Linked DNA regions of Mus musculus: region 1 is linked to region 2. Evidence: chromatin contacts called from public promoter capture Hi-C data. All regions are on one chromosome and are shown on one strand. The core of a region is the stretch at or near the end of the contact, and the rest is flanking DNA. Distances in the headings are between cores, read along the strand shown. Region 1 holds the start of Eid2b (EP300 interacting inhibitor of differentiation 2B). Region 2 has its middle 28 kb from the start of Fbxo27.

Region 1 (3,749 bases), core at 858-3,357, 390 kb after region 2:
AGGAGGATCTCTGTGAGTTCAAGGCTAGCCTGGTCTACCCATTTAGCAGGTTCTAGACCAGCCAGAGCTACAAAGAGAGACCCTATTTCCAACAACAAAAAATAAGACTGGAGACATGACTCAGTGGAGTGGGTTCAGTTCCCAGAACCAACATCGGGGCTCACAGCTGCCTGAAACTGTAGTTCTGGGAGACCCAACACCCTCTTCTGGTCTCCTCAGTCTCTTGCATGGACACGGTACACACGTATGCATGCAGGCTCACACACATACACATAAATCTTTAAAACAACCAAAAGGAAACATTTTCAAACAACCCAGATGTCCAGAAGACAACTAGTTCATTAAATATGTTGATACAGACTTAAATAGTAGTCATTAAAAAAAAAAACCTATATAGAATTACTTCCATGATAACTGAACATATCAAACCTCAGATGCTGATATATGTACGTACTATGTAGATTTGTTTACATTGCACGTGGATGTGCACCAGTGGTGCTTGGAGGAAATGGGTGTGGATTCTTCCACCTTCACCTCTTGGGTCCAGGGATCAAATTCAGTAATAAGGCTTAGCAGCAGACACCTTTAACCACTGAGCCAAAACCCTACCCTACCTTGATTCAGAAGGAATGGGAGCAGGGCAAGAAGGCTTGGGGTCCATCCTCAGCACCCAAGATTGGGGGATAACTAGACTGGTACCAGTTCATATATGCCTTATAAAATCTGTTTGAAAAACCCTACAGAAAACACAAATCTGTATGGATACCTATTTTCAATTTGGCAGATAAGTTTAACTTCCCATAGTATCTTTTGCAGAATTTGAGTCTTGTGTCTGTATTATTTAAATAATCACTCATCTATTTCCGCATGGTTACAACTACACAAGGTCTGGAAAAATATTCATCTCACAACACATACATGGTTTTCCCTATCTGAATATTTACAACTCGTCTACAGAACATCAAACACAAGAAGTAACGATACATGGATCTTGTCAGCTGACGATGGGACGACCCTCAATTCTGAAATGTCCAAGTGGTTTACAGCTTTCTTCTTACTCAGTAAAACCCGGGAGGAACAGAATCTAGCAAGCACATCCCCTGGTTTCTTCCCGCATCTCCGCTGATTTCTATGGTCTTTTTCATTGATATTTCTTAGACTTCATCTTTGCAAAACCATCGTCCTTCGCAGTGAAGCAACCATGATTTTCAACAAATGCAGGGGAGGGAAAGATTGCTGACAGTCACAAGGTGGAAGTCAGAAGAGTCCTCTTTGCTTGTCAGCCTCAAGCCTCAAGTGCCCTTCTCTCTCCCGGCCTGCTTCATTCCACCCTGCCCACGGCTGGATTCTGGCATGGATTCCCCACCTCATGACATTTGCCCAGACATCTGCCTTTGCCCTTGATTCTAGGAGTCACCTGACTTCCTGGCCACCAATCTTTTATTTTTATTTTTTATTTTTAAAAGACAGTCTCCTGTAGCCCAGGCTGGCCTCCAACTCGCTACATGGCGGAGGATGACCTTGAAGTCCGGTCCTCCGGCCTCCTTCCTCGGAGGTTATAGGTGAAGGCCACCCCTCAGTCGGCGTTGGGGCCGCGGGCGTCGGAGGCCGTGAGCGCCAGCATGAAGGCGCGGGCGTGCGAGTCCATCTGCGGGGGGTTGGCGTCGAAGGCCGCCTCCCTGGCCCTGCAGCCCTCCACGAACAGCCGGCGGCGCTCCTCGATTTCGTGGAGCAGCCTGGTGGGGATCAGGGGGTTGGTGTGCAGATAGTGTTGGAACATCCGCTGCTCGTACAGCTCTAGGAGGAGGAGCGGCGCGTGGACGTGCGGGATCGCCATCAGGCCCGCCACGCCGGGGAACTGCCCGGGAGCCAGGCCCGGGGCCGGCGCCATGGGCTGGGAGGCTGTGGCCAGCGGGTCTTCCTGGGCTTCGGGGACCGGACTGCCTCCGCCCAGTCCCACCTGCAGGACGTCGCCGACGCCGTTCATGGGGCTCAGGTCCGGGATCCTGCTCTCTCCGGGAAGCTCGGACATTGCCACCGTTGAATCCTCAGAAGCACCGGCTCCGGCGGCAGCGTGAAGATGTGCGCATGCGCGGGCCTCGGCGCCCTGGAAAACAAAAGTGCTTGCGCAAGGACGGGTGCCCGGACCTCTATCGCCCTCTAGGGGTGCCATGTGCCATTACCGCCACGGCCGCCTCAAGTTCTGAACCAGCAGGGGCGGCATCACATACTTTAATTTATTATTATTATTATTATTATTATTATTATTATTATTATTATTATTATTATTATTTTATTGCCTTGTTTGAGGCAGCGTCCATGTACATTTGGCTGGCCTGGAACTCATATATACACTCAGATCTGCCTGCTTCTGCCTCCAGAAAACTGGAATTAGCGGTGGTGGCGGCGCACGCCTTTAATACCAGCACTCCGGAGGCAGAAGCAGGTGGATCTCTGGAGCCAGATCCAGGACAGAGAAACCCCGTCTCAACAAACAAACAAACACATATATGGATGTTTTGTTACATATCTGTATATGTAAGCCATATGTGTGTCTGGATCCTAAGAAAATCTGAAGACGGTATCGGTAACTAGAGTTCCAGGGTGTTTGTGAACTGGGCTAGAGATAGCTCAGTGGCTGAGAACTTGCCTAGGGTGTAAGGTCTTGGGTTTGACCCCTATCTGAGAGACAGAGAAGAGAGAGAGGGGAGGGGGAAGGAAAGGTGGGGAGGGAGGAAGCAAGGTAGTTTTGAGCTACCACACAGGTTTTGGGAACTGAACCTGGGTTGTCTGAAAGAAAAAGTGCTTTTAATCTCCGGACTGTTTTTTAGTGTGTCTGTGTAAGTCGGAACCGTGCAGCTGTGGAGGTCAAGGTCAACGTCGTGGCCTTCTCTCCTTCCAACCTTATTGAACTCAAGGTGCTAGTCAGTTGTGCTCTACTCTGGCTTCTGTGTCACATTTAGCTTTGAGTGCGCACACGAGTTCGAGCCACGGCAGGTGTATGGAGATCAGAAGATAACTTTTAGGAGTCAGTTCCATCCTACCATGTGGACCCAAACTCAGGTTGTCAGGTTTGGCAAGTGAATGCCTCTACCTAGTGATCCATCTTGCTGGCATATTTTCTTCATTTTTGCTCGTTACGGTTGGTGTAGCCGTTTCTCTCGGCACTTCCATGCCTCTTTCCCCCACGCAGTGGCAGCACTTCCCTTACTTGAGTGTAATACACTGTTGAATCTCCTAGGGTGGCCACTGCCTGTCGATAATCTCAGAAAACAAGAGGGCTACCCGTGGTGGAGCACAGCTGCAATCCCAGTCTTTGGGAGGTAGAGGCAGGAAGATGAGATTATGTTCGTCCTGGGCTACTTGGCAAGTTCTAGGCCAGCCTGGGCTAATGTGAAAAGTGTGCTAAGAGTCTGAAATGCAGCTGTATCTCCGCCACGTAATCAACTCTGCACCTGCCTTCTCGTGCCTTTGAGGAACCCAGAGGCCACATGTCTCCAACCTGTCAATGCTGTCCCCAACACTCGCATCTGGAGCTCAAGCCTGTAACCCCAGCTACCTAGGTGTCCAATGCCGAAAAAGTTCAAGGGTAGCCTGGGCTACAGACTTCAAGGACAGTCTGGGCAACTAAGACCATGACTCAAAGTAAAAATAAGCCTAGGGTTAGAGGACCAGCGAGATGCTCAGCAGGTAATGCTGAGGATGTCTTCAGTTGCATCCCCTGGACCCACAGAGTGGGAGGAAGGCCA
Region 2 (3,609 bases), core at 64-2,563:
GTTAAGAGCACTGACTGCTTTTCCAGAGGTCGTGAGTTCAATTCCCAGCAACCACATGGTGGCTCACAACCATCTGTAATGGGATCTGATGCCCCAATCTGGCGTGTCTGGAGACAGCTACAGTGCACTCATTAATAAAATAAATAAATAAATCTTTTTTTTTTTTAAAAAAAGATAAAGAATAAAAAGGAAAAAAAGTTGATGGGTTCAAGGTTCACAGTCACTTTTCATAAAAAATAAAAACAGGGCTGGATAGATTGCTCAGGAGCTAAAAGGACCATGAATCCCAGCACCCACATCAGGCAGCTCACAACGGCATATAACTCTGTCTCTGGAGGGTCTGATGCCCTTTTCTGGCCTCTTTGGGTATTCATGCATTCTCTCTCCCTCTCCCTCTCCCTCTCCCTCTCCCTCTCCCTCTCCCTCTCCCTCTCCCTCTCCCTCTCCCTCTCCCTCTCTCTCTCTCTCCACACAAACTCCACTCATTATTGTCTATTAATTTTTAAAATTCATTTTACATCCCTAACACAGCCCCCTCCCTCTTCTCTTTCCAGTCCCACCCTTACAAATTCCCTCCTGCTATTATCCCCATCCCTTCTAAGATAAGGGGAGTCCTCCTTGGGTACCACCCTACCCTGGGGCATCTAGTCTCAACAGGACTGGGCACATCCTCTCTCACTGAGGCCCATCCAGGCAGCCCAGGGAGGGGGAAGGGGATCCAGTGGCAGGGGACAGAGACTGAGACAGCTCCTCCCCCACTTGTTAGGGGACCCACATGAATAGCAAGCTGCACATTTGCTACGGATCACATAAACTAACTCTCTCTCTCTCTCTCTCTCTCTCTCTCTCTCTCATACACACACACACACACACACACACACACACAACTAAAAACTTTTTTTTTTTTTTTGTAAGCAAAAGAGAGAAGATGATGTCTGTGCCCACAAAACCTGGCCTGTCTGGGCATGCAGCCATTCTCCCTCTTGGTTCAGCTCATGTTTCAGCACGGGGAGTGTCATGTTGGTTTGGCCAGTTGGTTCTGATGAAGGAAGTGGATACAAACCAGCAACCTCGCAGCCACCTGTAAATCTGATTTGACAGTTCCAATAAACATACATGAAAGGGTGATTAGCTTCCTTAATCACCAGGAAAACACAAATTGAAACTATTACACACGCCCCAGATGTGAAAACAAACAAACAGCGTTTATTGCTGTTGCCAGATGAGACACTCCCCCTCCTCTGACTGGCGCAGGAGTGGGGATTGGAGTTGCTAGCTTGCAACATTGTCAGGCAGTTCCCAGCTGCAGCTGAACGAGTGCTGGGCTGCGACTGTCAGTTGTGCTGCCACATGCTCAGAGAAACCCGTGCGTACGTGCATATCAAGATTCTAGATCATTCGCCGCAGTCTTATTTTTCACAGGCTTAAATGAAACAAACCAACGTCTGCCTACGGTGATGGTAAATCAATACACCGCAAGCCACAAGCCCTCGAAGACCGGACGAATACAATGGGAAGAAGCTCAGACATTTAAGGTTAAGGAGATAAGCCAGACAGGACAGAACAAGGAAGATACAATTCAGGACAGATGGCGCTCTTCTCCGTTTGGAAATGGAGGTTGTCTATGCGCTCCTGGCTGGCCTGGAACTCACTTGCTGTGCATGGAGCCCTGGGTTTGGTGCATGTGAGGCAAGCACTCTCCCAACAGAGCCATGTCTGCAGCCTGCCTTTGTGTTTCCGATTCCCTCTACTAGATATCCGAAACCACAGATGTGCTCTGTCCACGAACTCACAGTCTAGACGGCAGTGATTCCAGGTGTGTGGCGAATCTCCCACGCGGCATGTGATTCTTCAGCCAGCACCTGCTGGGTGTCCTCTAATTCAGTCCCAGCATCATCTGCCTTGGAAACAAAGCCTTTTTATGCAAGACTGTCCTCTACCACAGACGGCCATAGCAAGCCCTGGTGCAGTGAGGGCTTTGCATCAACTGGCTATAAGTTGAGGGTGCCACGCACCTTTCTTGGGTTCTATTAATTTTATAGGTTAGCTCACAGACCTCAGGAAACTTAAGTTTACCCTTCCTTCCCTCTGTCCCTTCTTAAAAAGCTATTTGTTACTTCCATCATCATCATTATTATTATTGTGTGTGAGGTACATACACGATGTATGTGAGTGTGTCTGTGTGTACAGGTGTGTGTTACTGCAGGCATGCTGGTGCTCCAGCACGAAGGTCAGAGGACATCTTGCAGGGATTGGTTCTCTCTTTCTGCCATGGGTTCTGAGAACCCAGGGACTGAGCTCAGACTCTCAGGCGTGCATGGCAGACTCTTTCACCTGCTGAACCACATCACTGGCCTTCCTCCTCCTCTCTTTCCCTCCTTCCCTCCCTCCACCCCTCCCTCCTTCTCCTCTCCTCATTCTCTCTCTCTCTCCCTCTCTCTCTCTCTCTCTCTCCCTCTCTATCTTTCTCCCTCTCTCTCCTTTCTGAGTAAGGGTGTCCCTTCATAGCCCAAGCCAGCCTTGAACTTGAGGCAATCCTATCAGAGCATCCCAAGTGCTAGGATTACAACTTAAATGGTTTCTGAGCTTTGTTTCATATAAAATATATACCTATTGTGTCAACGTTGGTTTTGTGGGGTTTTAAAAGATTCATTTACAAATATTTTTATTATTATTTATTGATGTGTGCATATGTGTCTGTGTATGTACATTTGCCCAAGGAGGCCAGAGGGGTGTTTGTCCCGGAAGCTGGAGTTTCTGGCAATTGTGAGCTTCTAGATGTAGGTGCTGGGAACCAAGTGCAAGCCCTGTGAGAGAACAACACACTCTCTTAGCTACTGAGGCATGTTACAGTGTATGTTTGCCTCTATGTATGTAGGTGTAGCATGTGCTTAGAAGCCAGAAGAGGGTGTTAGATCCCCTGGAACTGATGTGACTGACAGGACCATATCTCCGAACCACACTGCTGCCATCTTCAGGAGTCCTGCCTGCAGCTGGGCTTGTTGATTGGCTGTTGGTGTTCTTTCATAGAAGGAGGGCATGGGGAACATCAGGGGACCCTCACCTGAGTGATCAGCCTGAGTATAGATGTATGCAATTCTGCCCTAACTGCATGTGGTCTTGGGGTAAGGGCTAAAGGATATATGTGAGAAGTGTTTGGTTCTCCCCCCCTCCCCCCCAAACACACAGAGGAACTGTGGTGCATATTTTACGTATTAAAGCAGACCTGGCCCCCAGGTTCTCCCAGCATCCCTTAGTCCCTACCAGGCATACCCTCCCCTAACCATGAACTTTCTAGCCCAGGGGCTGGGCTGCCCTTCCTCTAGAGGTACTTCCCTATATAATCCAGACATCTCTCTCTCTGTCTCTTTTTGTCTCTCTCTTTTCCCCTTCCCCCCTCCTTCTCTCCTTTCTCTGTGTGCCCCCCCCCCCATGGTGACTCCCCTGGCCTCAGTCCTTGGGGCCAGTGACTCACCAATAAATGTGCCTTTAATATAATCTAATTGGCTTGAATTGACTCATTCCACCAGCTGAGAAATAACCAATCAGGAATGAGCTGGGGGAAGAAGCTCCATCTATATAGCCTTAGGAACTCACATTCTATGTCAA

Evidence for each region. Promoter capture Hi-C pulls out the DNA fragments that hold promoters and counts their contacts.
Region 1: a promoter capture Hi-C map of cranial neural crest shows a contact between it and region 2. The contact joins the promoter of Eid2b here to the enhancer-like site in region 2. A contact is called at or near these places in 1 of 39 promoter capture datasets (cranial neural crest), 3 of 115 datasets of contacts at active chromatin or transcription factors (bone marrow-derived macrophages, embryonic stem cells and microglia) and 1 of 9 other capture datasets (liver).

The regions. Positions count from the first base shown.
Region 1 is chr7:28,276,064-28,279,812 of GRCm38.p6, reverse strand. It overlaps Eid2b (EP300 interacting inhibitor of differentiation 2B), which reads right to left and starts at 2,107. Exons shown (of 1, transcript NM_001177427.1): 1 at 1-2,107. The coding sequence starts at 2,032. The coding sequence ends at 1,577.
Region 2 is chr7:28,663,480-28,667,088 of GRCm38.p6, reverse strand. No RefSeq gene overlaps it. Among named protein-coding and RNA genes, the nearest start is that of Fbxo27, 28 kb to the left of the region's middle. Within about 2 kb of position 1,313, at least 76 of the 459 cell types and tissues checked have an H3K27ac peak or open chromatin away from gene starts, as enhancers often do. A contact at or near this core is called in embryonic stem cells, where this site is marked.